Regions from separate parts of the Mus musculus genome. Here regions 1 and 2 are each linked to region 3. The links are chromatin contacts, called in public Hi-C and promoter capture Hi-C maps. All regions are on one chromosome and are shown on one strand. The core of a region is the stretch at or near the end of the contact, and the rest is flanking DNA. Distances in the headings are between cores, read along the strand shown.

The links. Promoter capture Hi-C pulls out the DNA fragments that hold promoters and counts their contacts. Hi-C and Micro-C count contacts between places; a contact is called where the count stands out from the background.
Region 1: a contact with region 3 is called in a promoter capture Hi-C map of hippocampal neurons, with 4 times the contacts expected there. The contact joins the promoter of 4930590L14Rik here to the promoter of Unc5c in region 3. A contact is called at or near these places in 4 of 39 promoter capture datasets (embryonic stem cells, frontonasal cranial neural crest, hippocampal neurons and 1 more), 3 of 484 Hi-C or Micro-C datasets (cerebellar granule neurons, cerebral cortex and forebrain) and 2 of 115 datasets of contacts at active chromatin or transcription factors (astrocytes and embryonic forebrain).
Region 2: a Hi-C map of cerebellum shows a contact between it and region 3, with 2.6 times the contacts expected there. The contact joins the enhancer-like site here to the promoter of Unc5c in region 3. A contact is called at or near these places in 5 of 39 promoter capture datasets (3T3-L1-derived adipocytes, the HPC-7 cell line, cranial neural crest and 2 more), 4 of 484 Hi-C or Micro-C datasets (cerebellar granule neurons, cerebellum and cerebral cortex) and 3 of 115 datasets of contacts at active chromatin or transcription factors (astrocytes, embryonic forebrain and embryonic hindbrain).

The regions. Positions count from the first base shown.
Region 1 is chr3:140,950,115-140,954,805 of GRCm38.p6, forward strand. It overlaps 4930590L14Rik (a long non-coding RNA gene), which reads left to right and starts at 1,721. Exons shown (of 2, transcript XR_376129.1): 1 at 1,721-1,798; 2 at 2,335-2,562. The region is part of intron 1 of Gm32875 (predicted gene, 32875); the gene reads right to left.
Region 2 is chr3:140,705,692-140,710,689 of GRCm38.p6, forward strand. No RefSeq gene overlaps it. Among named protein-coding and RNA genes, the nearest start is that of Gm32754, 210 kb to the right of the region's middle. Within about 2 kb of position 1,995, at least 4 of the 459 cell types and tissues checked have an H3K27ac peak or open chromatin away from gene starts, as enhancers often do. A contact at or near this core is called in cerebellar granule neurons and cerebellum, where this site is marked.
Region 3 is chr3:141,462,148-141,466,906 of GRCm38.p6, forward strand. Unc5c (unc-5 netrin receptor C) reads left to right here and starts at 3,417. Exons shown (of 16, transcript NM_009472.4): 1 at 3,417-3,690. The coding sequence starts at 3,567.

The DNA of each region.
Region 1 (4,691 bases), core at 471-2,970, 510 kb before region 3:
AGTATAAAAGGAAGGGTAGAACATTCTGGTTAAATGATAATGGAAGATAAAAACTGCAAAATTCTGAAGTTATAAGTAAGAGCTAGCGGCTGGCTTCAAAGGCCAGCCTCATTGCTCCTTGATAGGAACCCAGAGGCCCTTCCTTTGCCACTGAGCTCAATTAGCCCCTTTGCTCCATGACATCACAAAGAAACTGGTTTCAATTGTGCTTCAAGAGTCTTTTACACACAAGAATTAAATGAGGCTGTCTTGTTTAATTTCAGCTAATGTAAGTGCAGCTTCTGAGATGGAATTGCTCAGTTATAACACTGAGCTTGGAGCCAGACCGGCTGATTAATTCCTAGCTGTTTGAAGTGCTTTCTTCTCTTATCTTTAGCCATGCAGACCTAACTACAGCCTGAGGAGAGCCAAACCTCAGGCTGGGAGAGAATTTTGTCTCTTCTCCACAGAGAAGAACGAAGAACAGATAAGCTTCGTGGCAGGAAGCTGACAACAAACCAGAAACTTGTTGATTTTGATAAATATGTGGGATGTGGGCTGATTTGCAAAACCCCAAAGTGCGTACTATAACATCCTTATATCCGACTTCCAATTCATTGCTACACTGTGCAATTCTAATTGAAAATTACTATTGCCTAGGCACTAACATTACCCTAAAGATGTACTAGTTAGTTCCAGTTGAGGTTCTTACATAAAACCAGCATTAGCTGCAACAAGAAAGAAAAGGATTTCATGAGTCATCATGGCACCAATTAGAACACCTTCCCAGCTTTTATTGTATAACCTTTCAAGATCCTCAGATATTCTGCTTGGCAATTGCCAGGAGAGTTCTTTTTTGATCTTCAATATATACATACATATGTACACATACACAAATATGCCATATATATATATATATATATATATATGTGTGTGTGTGTGTGTGTGTGTGTGTGTGTGTGTGTGTATGCCTCAGCATGAATATCCTAATAAACAGACAAGCATAGCAGAGCATTTCTTCCAGCCTAAGATGAAACTGGATAGGAATCTGAAGGTAATTAAGATTGCACTTCCTGATTTCCTATGCACTCGTAAACACAGCCCACTTCATCTCACACAGTCTGGATATGAGTAACTGTCTTTTCTAAAACTATGTCCAGATAAGTACAGGCTGAGCAGGCAACTCACACACTGTAGCATCTCTTCTTCGTTTCATGGACAAGACTGCCAGGTGAAACAACCCACACCAGCAGCAAAGCCCTGTTTGTAGGCATCATTGGTGTCCAAGAGTCACACAGTAAACTAAAGCCTTGCCAAGGAACTTATAAGAGCAGATTGGAATGGCTTAGCCACTTGAAGAAACAAAACTATTAAAACTAAGCTGGCTTCAAAAGTGTTCCTCTTTGAGCTCTTCAAGATTTGCTCAAAAAAACATCCAAAGCACAGAAGGAAGTCAAGAAAACCAAATACCCAAGGCTTTTTACAGGAGGAGCACCAGTATTGAAACCTGCTCTTTCCTTTTGGAGAAACTGTGCTGAATTCAGAGACTGACAGGGCAGCAGACAGACATTTATAATGGGTGTTTTTTTCAATGCTTGATCACCAATGTGCTGGCTGGTTCTGACAAATTTTCATGATACTGATGAGAGGCTATGTGATCTTATAAAATAAAAGTGCTACCAGAGTGATACTCACCATAGCAACAGAACTCTCCAATTATGATATCTAAATGTGGACTGCCTGAGGAGGAGAATATTCCCCTCATCATTATTTCAGGATTGCATAAGTAGAAAATGGTGACAGCTATGTACAGATCATGGTATGTAGAGATACAGCCACAACCTGAAGGGGTAAACCTATTTTATGCCAATAACTACATGTTTGTAAAAGAGACATTCTATACTTAAGAAATTTTGTCCAAGGACTGTGCTTAAATTTTGCCAAAACTAAGAATTCAAAATCATGAACATTTTTTAACTGTCAAAGCCACAAAAAATTTTTAAAAGCATGGATTATAAATAATTATAAGTATTAACTAATGAGACAAGTTTTTTTTTAATTCTAAATTTCTTGTTTTGAAGTGTAGAAAGAATATTGTACTTTGGAATATGTCTATGATAAAGCTGTTATAGTTTGGGCACCTGTTAGATAGGCAGCATAATACCAACTGTCTCCTTTATTGCAAACCACTGGGAGGCAGCTAGTGAGTGCCTCATTTTGGGAAACATAGATAAGACAATGATGTGATAATATACGCAAAATTCCATGGCCAACTAGTAGCCGAAGTCTCTTTTCATAATACTTTCTCTGTTGTCCTTTTCAATACTCAAACACTTCTTTCTCTTGTTCTTACAGCCTCATCCCCTCTCTATTTTATATGATCTCCTCTATCCTGATAATTACTCCTCTGCCTCCTGCTGAAGATTATATGAAGCACATTCTTCTCTAAAGTCACAGGACTCCAGGTGATGTAGCCTGGTGCACAGGGTAGGCAAAGCATTCCAAAGCCTTCAGAGATGCCTTGCACAGTGGCCATCTGTCTCTGCAGTGATATCCAAATATACATCCTCCATTGCTAATGTTCTTCCAGGGCTTTTGATTTTTTCTTTTCCCAGTGCTCTTATTTCTTCATGATTCTTACAGGAACGAAGTACTATTGTGGTTTTTATTCCACTATCACTGATGTAAATATTGTAAAGTTTTGATCATTAAAGTCACAGGATGGTATTAGAAAGTACAGTATTTTCATGTACCTGTAAAGCTTTTGTTTTTCCAGTAAAACTGCAAGGGGGTTCTAATGTTTTGCAAAGAAAGTTGAAAATAATTCTTACATATGCAAATATTCAATCCTGCAAACTGTCAGTTGTCACTTGAACATGGCCAAGTTTTTCATTTATGCTATTGAAAAAAAAAATACATGACTGTGAGAATGCTTGCTCTTGGAAATAAATGCTCATCAAGTTCTGTACATAAATAAAGCAAATGAATCTTCACTGTAGAACCCAGGCCAACATTTTCGGCTTTCTTCCCATAACAATTCCTCTTGGCATAAGACTCCAAGTGTATTTCTACAACATACTGTGTCTGCAGAAATTTCCTCATTCTCCCCTCAGAAAACCAAGTAATGTCTTGAATAAATCTTTGGCTTCAATTTACTTCTGTTCTACTTCAATTCTTGCACAAACAAAACCTAAACCAAAGTAAGTATCTTGAACGATATCCATGCATGCTATTCTTTCTTTTGCTATAATTGACAGCATGCATGGGCTTCATCCCAAGTGTAGATCAGGAGGAAGCACTGCAATTCAGAGAGCACAATGCACTGAAGTTAAAGGGCACAACCTGATAGTCAACAAGCACTCTTGTAGTTAATAATTTTCATAATTTGAATTTCCCTTTACTTTTCTCCAACTTATTAATTGATACAATTATTACCGTTGGTTTGCCCATCTAGAGGAAAATTAAATTCCTTTTTCTGCACCCTGAATATTTGTTAATTTGAGTTTATAAAGCAATCTGACAGTGGAGAGATTGTCAGGAAACAGGCATCCAAATTTAATAATATGTAAACATATGAAAGAAACCAAAAATCAAGAATTCAAAGAGATTCAGGTAGGTCTGTAGCTAACTTTGAACTTCATAAGCAGAGTAAGTGATTTTGGGGAGTTCTGATTAGGTTCTATGATATGCACTAGTCACAGATACAGCTCCTCTGACTTTTGCGCTGCCAACACTGTATTCATTCTTCCTATGAATTAATCTTCTAAAAGTACTGGTAGGAGCAGTGCCATAGGAAAATCCTTCCCAGCAGTTCATCTGGGGAAGGGTGTGAGGAAAATGGAAAGAATGGTGCCAGAGGTCAGAGAGACCTTGGTTTTACTTAGTTCAAAGCATTCAACATGGCAAAACATCAAACTCAGAGTTTTGAGTTTCTGGGGCACAACATGCAATTTGAGGCTTAAAGTTGCAAAGCGGGGATTTGAAATTAGGTCATTTTTTATCCTCTGACTTTAAATACACCTGAATAATCCCATTAAGGATTCTTCGGGAAACCTTGAAGAATAAGACGATCCAAAATTCAAGCCTTGTATCAGAATCAAAAATTTCACAAGCTCCACAAAAAAAGATACGCTATTAAGAACATAATTATGCAGTTGTCAATTGATCTTTATCTCAACTCATCTAAAAGGCATAGCAGGTTCATCATACTGATGTTTTCACAATGCTGTATCATCTCTGAGAGGCCTACGTGAGTAACATATGCACACTTCGACGTATGGCTTGTTGTTTCCTAGTTTTATTGTTTGTCTTTTTAACAGAGAGCCTTTTCAACTGAATTATTTTGATTATATATATGTTACATAAAATTATATGAAATGTGTTTAGGAATGACCAAGAAACAGGACTAAATCTGTGAGTATATTAAAAACAAGATTGGCTAAATGTTACTTTTTGAACCTAGATAGGTACAAAAAAGTTCCTGTTAGCAATGCTTGCATGTACAGAGGAGCGTTTCTGCAATTAACAGTGACATACCAATCACTGAGTCACTTGTTCAATGGATAGTTCCACATGCCTGACCATGGAGGGAGGGAATATTTAAACCCAGTGCATCATGAAGCAAAGCCAAAAGAGAAAGACTTGACAGTGGGTCAGGTTTTGAAGAAGAGGTTCATCTTCTTCATCATCTTCAAATGAAAAATTCCAACTTT
Region 2 (4,998 bases), core at 745-3,244, 760 kb before region 3:
TCTGCGTGGGACTGGCTCAATGTGCTGTTAGATCCAGCAGAGTTGCCAATCTTAAACCAACTGTGACTACTCTCTGTACATTTCTCTCTCTGGGGCATTAAAAAAAAAAACTTAATTAGCTTTTGTTTCCAAGCAGGACTTCATTTTTCATGATGTTACTTTCATTTTCCTGGGATTATGAGAAGCAAATTGACCTTGACAACTCATCTATTACAATAAGTGTATTGTTTATGCAATATCTAAATTCAAGTTATTAACCTTACTGAGATAAAACCAGAGGAACATTAAGAACACACATTTTTCTTTAATACCAAAACATGAATTCGTTATGTGAAATTAGAAATCATGTGGAGTTATGACAAATTTCTCAAAACAACTAGTCTGTTCTTAAACAGATTTTTTCTTTTCTTTTCTTTTTTTTTTTTTTTTTTTTTTTTTTGCTGATGACCTAAATGTGAGAGTAACATTAACAAATTGAACAAAAACTGGCTATGCTCTTATAGGATACTTATATTGCTGCTACAGTTTTGTCTAAATTGTTAATTTTGAAATTGTCAAAATACTTTGGAATATGTACTATTTTTAGAGAAAGTTTTTAAACTTTAATCTCCTGTAATCTCCCAAAGATGCCAGGAGTAGACACTAGACCATTGCAAGATATAAGTGCTACTATAACCCCAATTTTGAGAAACTTACTCTAAATGCATTTGGATTAGACATGGTCATTCCAACTTACTTCAAATACTTCACACAATAAAATTTGACTTACTTATGTATTCAGTTAGAGTTCAGGGCAACTAAATATTCTTGCTCAATTGACTGCCAATGATGGTGAAGAACAGATTTTTGACTTAAATATGGTGGCCAAAGAAGGTACAGAACTGATTGTCATTTACCTTCACGGATATTAACAGTGTGTTTAACAAGTAACAATATGCGTCCCCCTTTTAGCAGAAAGACTGCTTACTAATGACATCACATTGCTTCACACAGCAGGGGCGCTCATTCCATTTGGGCATAATGACCAAGCTAACATCAGTTTTTAAGAATGTATGTTATCATTATTCATTACAGTACTGCACTGAAGCTTCTCTGGGAGGCAATAAAGAGCAAAATGTATATTTTAAAGATCCCCATTTCCCCCCTAAATGCTTGAATTAAGCTGCAGTCTGTGGTGCTCAGAGAATTGAGTTATGTCCTAAAGCAATACTTCTCTTAGAGTGCATCATGCCTGCAGATCAGGCTCTGATTAGCCTCTGTGTTTTCTAATACAGTCGATTGATTTTCTGCTACTGTAGCTGCCGTTGGATTCTGTGTGCTGGCACAGACATTCTGTCTTTTGCGTGAATGATGAATGGTTGTCTGTGAGGCTCAAGCACATACTTATTTCCTCTTAGAGAAGAACAACCGTCAATATTATTTAAGCAGAGAAAAACACTGAGACAAACCAGCATGCTTAAAACAGTTTGGGTTTGCACCACACTCCTTGTTCATGCTATCTACTAAAGCAAGTGTCCTATGGGGAGTTGGTGATCGGGCTCAGGAAACAAGATCTCCATCCTCTCTGGTGAAGAATGAATATACTTTATTTTAAAGGGAAGCTTGTATGTTCTCTGAAACAATATTTTCTCAGAAAATTTTATTCTTATACTACATTGGCCAAGACATTGGTTTTAAATGTAGACTAGAACTAGAAAGTAAACCTATAATCTGAGCCCATTAAAAATTTATCACAATAAATGCCTGTGTGAATTCATCTGAGTATCTTAAACCCTATATTTAAGAAAAAGTAGGTAGTGGTTATCTCTGCGCCTGGCTACATAGGAAGCTGATGCTGAGTGATCATGAACTTGAGCCTAGCCTGGATGATATATACCAAGACTATTTTGAAAATAAATAAGAAAGTAATTTCAGTGCCAACTGACACGGATTTTGCCTTCAGACTGCCTTGCTTCAGACAGATTCATTGTAAACAGAGCCTGAGCAATGTGTTCCTGGGAGTGTAGTACTAAAGAGTGTTGTTCACAAGAGCAAGTGACAGAAACCAGGGATAAATTAGGAGGTGCATGGGTGCAGAGGTTTGCTTTCACTTTTGTAATTCAGAGAATCCTCAGCTATGCAAGCTACCAGTCATGTGGTCCCTGAAACAGGGGCTCAGCCTTGCTCTCCTCCTGGCAGGACCTCCTTGTTACAGGGTGCCTCTGGGGAAGAAGGCATGTCTCTGCTTATCAGTTCACATCATCTGGTACAATACAGAGAGGAAAGGGACAGCTATGGGGCTGTTACTAGCCAACAATGACTAGTGGAGGAATAGGCAGATCCAACAGTACGGGGGACTAGAGTTGGGCAGTAGCAGTGTTGATCATACAAATGACACTGATCTGGCTTTTTCCTGCACTGGACAGCAACAATGAGTAAAACACTTTATTTAAAATACGGTTCTAAGGAACTAAGGTAGAGCTGATTAACCAGAGTAAGCCACAATCTGAAGTTGTGCTGTAACATGCAAATTTAACGAAAAGAGGGGAAAAAAAGATTTTTGTTTTAACTAGTCTTTTTTCAATTTGTACATAAAAAGAATCACAGTGTATTATACACGAATAGAATCTAAAATCTTAGTTTTGTTGGGTTTTTTGTTTTGTTTTATTTTGTTTTTTAATAATTTGAAGACTCCTCACGGTATAAGTATGAAGCAAAGTAACCAAATTATTCCTGGTATTCAATTTTGCTCTCTCAAAACCTCCCATAAAGTGTGTTATAGGATTGCTCTGTAACTTCTCAAAAGGAAAAAAAATACAAACTCAACCACTTCCAATGTATTCTACTTCACTAAGTAGATGATACAGACTACACAATGGCACAACAATAACATCAAAGAAACTCCCAATTCAGCTAAATATTTTAAATTTACAAAATTCTGTATAGAAAAAAATGCTTATCGGTTTTAGAAGTCACAACTATAATTCTGCAGTATTCCCGTGTATAAAATGGAACGTGACTCCAAGTTTGCAGGCTCACAGGTTCATTCACAGACACAAACCAGATTGTATACTAAGGAAGAGGTATGGGCCTATTTTCTCCAGATATGGAGTACCAAGTGCATACATATTTACTTGGTGGAATTGTTTCGCCTCATGAAGAGTTATCTTTTGAAAACATAAACCTATGCCATTTACTCTACGACAACATGCATTTTACTTTTCTTCTTTTCAGCTATATCCCGTTGATGTTTTGTTAAATAATTTCACATAGGACAAGAGTGGTATTTTAAAATTTTTATTGACACTCAGTGCCCTAAATGATTGATACCAGGATACCTAATTAATTCATATTACAAGTGATATAGTCTGAAACAATTTCAAGTCACAACAGGCTAATGGATAATCCAGTGCCTCTAGCTCAAGCAGATACATTAATATCCATCTTCTCTTGTTTTGGCTGCTTGATGTTTATGTTACACGGGAGTTTCCACTATTGATGGCAAATCATATGAAACTAGACTGATCTGCCTCCTTCTATATTCTTTCCAAAAGTAGACTTATCCAGAAATCTAAACTTAATGAGGCAGACTCATTACAGTATACATCTTCTAGGCATTGCTTTCACTTTAGTTGAGCAGCTGAGAAAATTGGATAGGTAGGAACACAAAGCAAAAGCATGCATACACATCATCAGGCTGAATGAAGGCAAAGTTTACAAGGGGAGTTCATAGAAAAATGCCTGGGAGACTCAAGTCAATCCACACCCTGGAACAGTCCTCACACTTGAGAGTAGATCCTATAGTAACATTAAGAAACAAATTTCCCAGTTCCTAGTTGAGTAGGAAGTGGGAAAGGTTTAGTCAATCCACTGATCCACTCACCTATTTCCAATAAGTCAACCATATTAAAATAGGGGCATCTAATAATTGTGGATATTTGAAGAATCAATGTCATGTTCTTAGGAAGGAAAGACTCATCTATTGTAATCAAAATCAACTAAGCTAGTGTGCCTTAAGGACACTATATTAACCTATTTAACAAAATAATGTAAATTAGTACAGCCTCACCACCTAGAGAAGAATGAAATTATATCTATATATTTTACTCTGTACAAAACTTTACAAAGTAAGTGATTGCAGGTTAATCTTCATGAGCCAGTGATACAATTTTGCCCCAAAGAATGCCATGAAAATCTCCAATAATGGTTAGTGTTATGTATGTTTGTTTGTTTGTTGTGAAGTTTAAACTTTCTCCTGAATAGTTTCTCCTCTGCACAGCTAGCTATCTCTTGCATGTTTCATGTGGATTCAGCTTGATCATGTGTATGCAGGCTTGTGCTATGTGAGTTGCTACACATCTACTTTTCTCAGCTGCTCAACTACAGTGAAAGCCATGCCTACAGGATGTATATTATAATGAGTTTACCTTCCTAGCTTTAAATGTCTGGATACGTTTACATTTGGAAAGAATATAGAAGGAGGCAGATCAGTCTAGTTTCACATGATTTGCCATCAATACTGGAAGTTCCATGTATCATAAACCTCCAGCATCCAAAGCCACACAAGATGGATATTAATGTATCCCCTGGTGTGATCCACTTGGAGATAGACACGCAGCCTTATCCATTAGCCTGTTGTGATTTCAAATTGTTTCAGAATTTACATACTCATTGGGAACACTATAGAATACATATTGACGTCACTTACAAATAGCTGTGCAGCCTTAGGAAAATATTTAAATTATTTGTTACCTTGTGGTTAATATAATGTTATATTCACAACCTCTCTTTGAAAATATCATGTATAAAACACTTCATGGTGAATAGTACCTGGCACATGTAGGTGTTCATATAATGCTCAGCCACTGTTCTTTATGTGATAAGTCTAAGAAATCAATGAAGATACAGGCAGGTATTGTGATATGAAATGATTTCTATAATATTATTTGCAATAGGGGAAAAACTCAAAAATACTACATGAATTATAGTGTGGAACTATGCGTAACTAAGCAAAATTTT
Region 3 (4,759 bases), core at 2,167-4,666:
GTTTTCAAATCCACTGCTTCATATTCCTTATTCAATACCCAAAGAATACTTACTATGTGCTAGGCTGTGCTCTATAGTTTGGGCAGAGAGTGCTAAGCACGATAGGGAAAATGCCCTCTCCTTGAGATGCATACATTCTATTGGCAAGCACTTATTTGTGAGTGCACATACGCATGTAGATGTATAAAATAAGCACTCAGATAAGTGGGCAGATATGTAAAGTGAGCACTCGTTGGGAAATCCAAGCAGGTGAAAGGAATGGAGGGTCCCGGGAATTAGTCAGAGTCCTCTCTAGACAGAGATGTATGTGCCCAGATCTCTGCGTCTGAGCAAACTGTACTAAGCAGCCTCAAAAACACTGCGTTATTGTTTTCATGGAGATGAAACTGTGACAGTCAGTGACACTAGACACAATGCTGATACAAAGGCAGTGTGTAGCTGCCAGAGGCATTGCTGGAGCTGCGCTGCTCACAGGTGCTTTTAGGGCCCCTGCCCCTATACTCTCTTCTTTCCTCTTCATAGCCACACATCTTTCTCAAACCATGCTCCTGCCCTCTTTAGGCTGAATCTCAGCATTGAACTACTTTCCTTTGCCTTATCGCTGACTGGTGCTTTTAAGGCACTAATTTCATGCGGTATCGACTGCTGAGGGCTTCAAAGATCCAAGCAAGACGATGTGATCATTTTAACCTTCCTCATCTGTCCTAGACGTTGAAGATTCCTCCCAGGTGAACCTTTTTGTCAACCAGCCAACCAATCCTGACTGAATACCAAGCACGGATAAGGTTTTGTGTTAACAGTGTGGGTTGGAAAGATCTGCAAGGCAGGGTGTCTGCTTTAAATGAGTTAAATCCTAATTAGGAAAAACAGCCAAAAGACGGGTATAACTAATAACTGCCCAATTCTACAACTTTATGGTTGTTGTTGTTTGAGACAGGTTCTCTCTTCATAGCCCTGACCATTTTGGAGTCCCCAAGCTGGCTTTAAACTTACAGTGATTCTCCTGCTTCTGCCTCCTGAGTTCTGGGGTGACAAGCATAGCCCACCACACCTAACACTTCACAACTTTGCAGTCTTGTTTACATAACACTAACTCTGCACAGAGATTTCTCTGACAGACTTCAAGCTCTTATTCTTCTTTTGGGAAAATTATAGAGAAAACCACTAGATTTAACCATAGTCTCTTCATGATATTGACAGGTTATTAGCACCATCCCCCCATGGTAGCCATTGTCTTCATAAAACCATTTACATTCTGAGGACAAGTAACATAAACGTTAGAAATTGCCATTTCACAGAAGTCACACTTGGATGTGTGTAAGAGTTAATGACTACAATTTTGAGAACATAGATATAAACAAATTCTTGAACTTAACTGAGGAAGGTACTGTTGAACTGAGGTAGCAAAAAAGGCTGAGTGTCTTCTAGATCAGAACAACAGTCATCAATGACAATGCCGGGCATTTTACCTATAGTTAATACTTTCTAACCTCAGGAAACCTTATATCTCATTGCTTCTAATAAACCCACTTTACAGATCAGGAAGTGGAGACACCTGGCCTTTTGAGCCATGCCATCCAGCTAGTAAATCACTGTGGATTGATCCGCCCATCTGGCATCAGCACCTGACTACCCACATTTCCTGATGTGCCCATGTGGGGAGGTTGAAGAAAATTAAGCGATTTTAAAGTGGCAGGCAAAGTCTCCATGGAAATAAAAAGAAGCTAATTCTGTCAATGTCTCTCCCAAGAGTGACCTTCCCAAGTCTATGAAATCCATCCAAGGCATACATAACGGGTAGAGGTTTCAATGGTGCTTGGCAGGCAGAATCACAAGGCATTAGAATTAGAATATTTCGAAGAGAGGTAAAAAAAAAAAAAAAGAATCATGACATGCAAAAGTTACCTGACCTGCTCACCCGGACAGTTCTGACCACAGCTCAAATTAGACTTGAAATCAGCCATTTTCTCCACCCGCCCCACACTTTCTAAACTCTTCTGTGTATTTACATATGGCTCCTTTTGCACTTGAAACTGAACCTTTACGTGATAAAATTATTCATTTTAAATGCACAAACATCGGGGATTTTTCACACTATCTTGTGGAGCTTAGCTGGTGTGTTCAGACATTCGCCTTCCTTTTGTCTAGGCTGGGCTTGTTTTACCCACTCCTCCTCACACTCCTCCTTCATCCTTTTATCACGAATTCACAACCTAACTACTCCCCAAAATGTCTTTCTGTACTGAAGCAGATTTAGTCCTCTCTCCTCGCTCTTAAGAATTTGGAGACTAAGTTATAGGTTCCAACATCAAGTTGAGCATCTGCAAATTTTGTTCTTTTTTTTTTTTTTTTGGGGGGGGGGGGGTTCTCTTGGTTTTGCCGCGGCACTCTTTAAATGTTCAATCTCAGCAGCCACCAAGATGAACAAGCAAAAAAAAAAAAAAAAAAAAATCAGTACCGAGGGAGTTTCCATTGATTTCCAGTTTTTGTTCCACCACAAATAGGTCACCGGCTCGCAGAGCATAAAACAGCCTGACTGGCGCTGACAACCCAAAGATAGTGGGCTGAGCCACTACAAATGCTTCTTGCCTTCTTTCCCATCTATGCGAACAAGTTCCAGCCCGCCTCCGGCTCAATCAAGCGCAACTCCCTAAATCCTAGAGCGAGAGCAGTCCTGGGGCATCTGGCTTAGGCTTGGCCGGCTCAGGGACACTGCCAGGCGGTGGGCTGAGCTCCGCTGGACACCGCCAAGTGGCCTGAGGCGTGCCCGCAGCGCTTGCGGAGCAGGAGTCTGGCGCCAGGCGGGGAGACTGTGCTGCCCCTGGCCGCAGTTGCCTCTGCCCCCAGGTGTCCCTTGTCAGCGCCGGAGCGAGTGAGCAAGTGAGCAAGTGAACCCAGTGGACTCCACCTTCCGCGCGAGGCGTGGATTTCGCTCCATCCTCGCTTACATAAGGCGGGCGAGCGCGCTCCCGCCGCCGCTTCCCCCCGCGCGGAGTGGGGCCGCGCCCTCCACGCCTCCTCTGCGAGCGCCACCCAGGACCCCCGCTCGCCCCACTCCTGGAGGCGACAGTCGCTGGACCGTCGGCGGGCGGGCGGCAGCCCGGGAGTCTCTCCGGCACAGAAGCGCAAGGATCAGAGCGGGGAGCGCCTCGCTGGCTCGCCACTCCTCCCGCTCTTGCCACCTCCCCATCCCCGGCGCCTGTGCGATCCGAGCGGGCGCGGGGACCCGAGAGCAGCGCCCGCTCGGCTGGCGGCGGAGCTGCGGGAGCTGTGGTGGTGGCCGCGCTACACCTCCCAGCACTTCCCGAGTGGGGGCAGAGCATTAGCAGCCGGGAGACGTCAGTGGCTAGGCGCAGTGGACGAGGGACCTTCAAACTCCTCCTCGGAGGCTCCTCTCCACCCCCTTTGGCCCCTGCCCTTGGAGAAAGTGGAGTGTGGCGCTCAGGCTGCTGTTATTTCTCAGGACTGCCTGGCGGTGGCCGGATCCAGCCTCCTGCCTGGCTGGGCTTTCGGCTGTTTGCGCGTCTCCTGGTGGCGTTTCCCTTCCCCGTACACCTCTGCCGACGATGAGGAAAGGTCTGAGGGCGACAGCGGCCCGCTGCGGACTGGGACTAGGATACTTGCTGCAGATGCTTGTGTTACCTGCCCTGGCCCTGCTAAGCGCCAGTGGCACCGGCTCCGCCGCTCAAGGTAAGAGGGTCTTCAGGGCGCGGCAGTCACCTCCCTTTGCTTCTGTCTTCCCTCTCTTCTACCTCTATTTGTCCCCGGCGCTCCTTGATTCCTCACCTGCCTAGTTGCCCCCAATGGAAACCACTTTAAATCCCACTTTCCCAACTAGTTAAGAAACCAGATTTTCAGTCTTAGCTCTGGATCTGGGTAAGGATGGACCCGGGGTGTGTTAAGTGTAGCTGCTGTCTCGGTGCCTGTGGGATCCTGGAGTGTCTTTTGCACTTTCAGACCCACAGACGCACGGTTTTGAATATTGTGTAGCCGGGGGTTTCCAGAGGCACTGATAGTGGCGTTGTGGTATGTGCCCCAATATGTGTAGTGTGCCGAGGCTTCTCGCTGTGCGCGATGGCTGCGCTTGCAGGGTTTTCTTCCACCTCCGCTAAGGAAATATGTCCATTACCGCCAAGGACCCATAGGCGCTGGTGCCCCTAGACTGCTGATGGGGCGCTATGGAGATGCTCAATTCGCCCAGAAAGGACAGGCTCCGGGTGTGCCTGCTTCTCCACTCACAACCTCTTCGTGTCCCGCTCCGGACAGGCGATCCTTGAAAAACTTCAAAACCACAGCTCTAGTGGGTGACTCTAGCTGTTCGAACCAAATCTGCAACTCTCTGGGGGAAAGGACGCTGCTAACCAGTTTATAACTGACATTTTAATGCGTGTAAGCCTCGAAGTGTGTGGCACTCTGAGCAAAGCCGGAGTAGGAGGACAGTGGTCCAGAGTTGGGAATGTCTTGTACGGGTAGAGGGAAGACACCTAGACTGAGGTTCATCTTGGAGGCTTCTTTCTTGTTCATTGAGTTTTAGAGGGAGGTGCAGCTCCCAGACTTATTCAAACCAGTTCCCACCCAGATCCTTCTTTGCCATTTTAAAGATTTATTTATTTATTTATTTATTTATTTATTTATTTATTTATTGTCTATAGCCAGAAGGCAACACAGCTTTGCCTGGAGAGAGAGGCAACAATTCAGAACCAGCTCAGAGACCTTCCCTTTTCTACACACACACACACACACACACACACACACACAC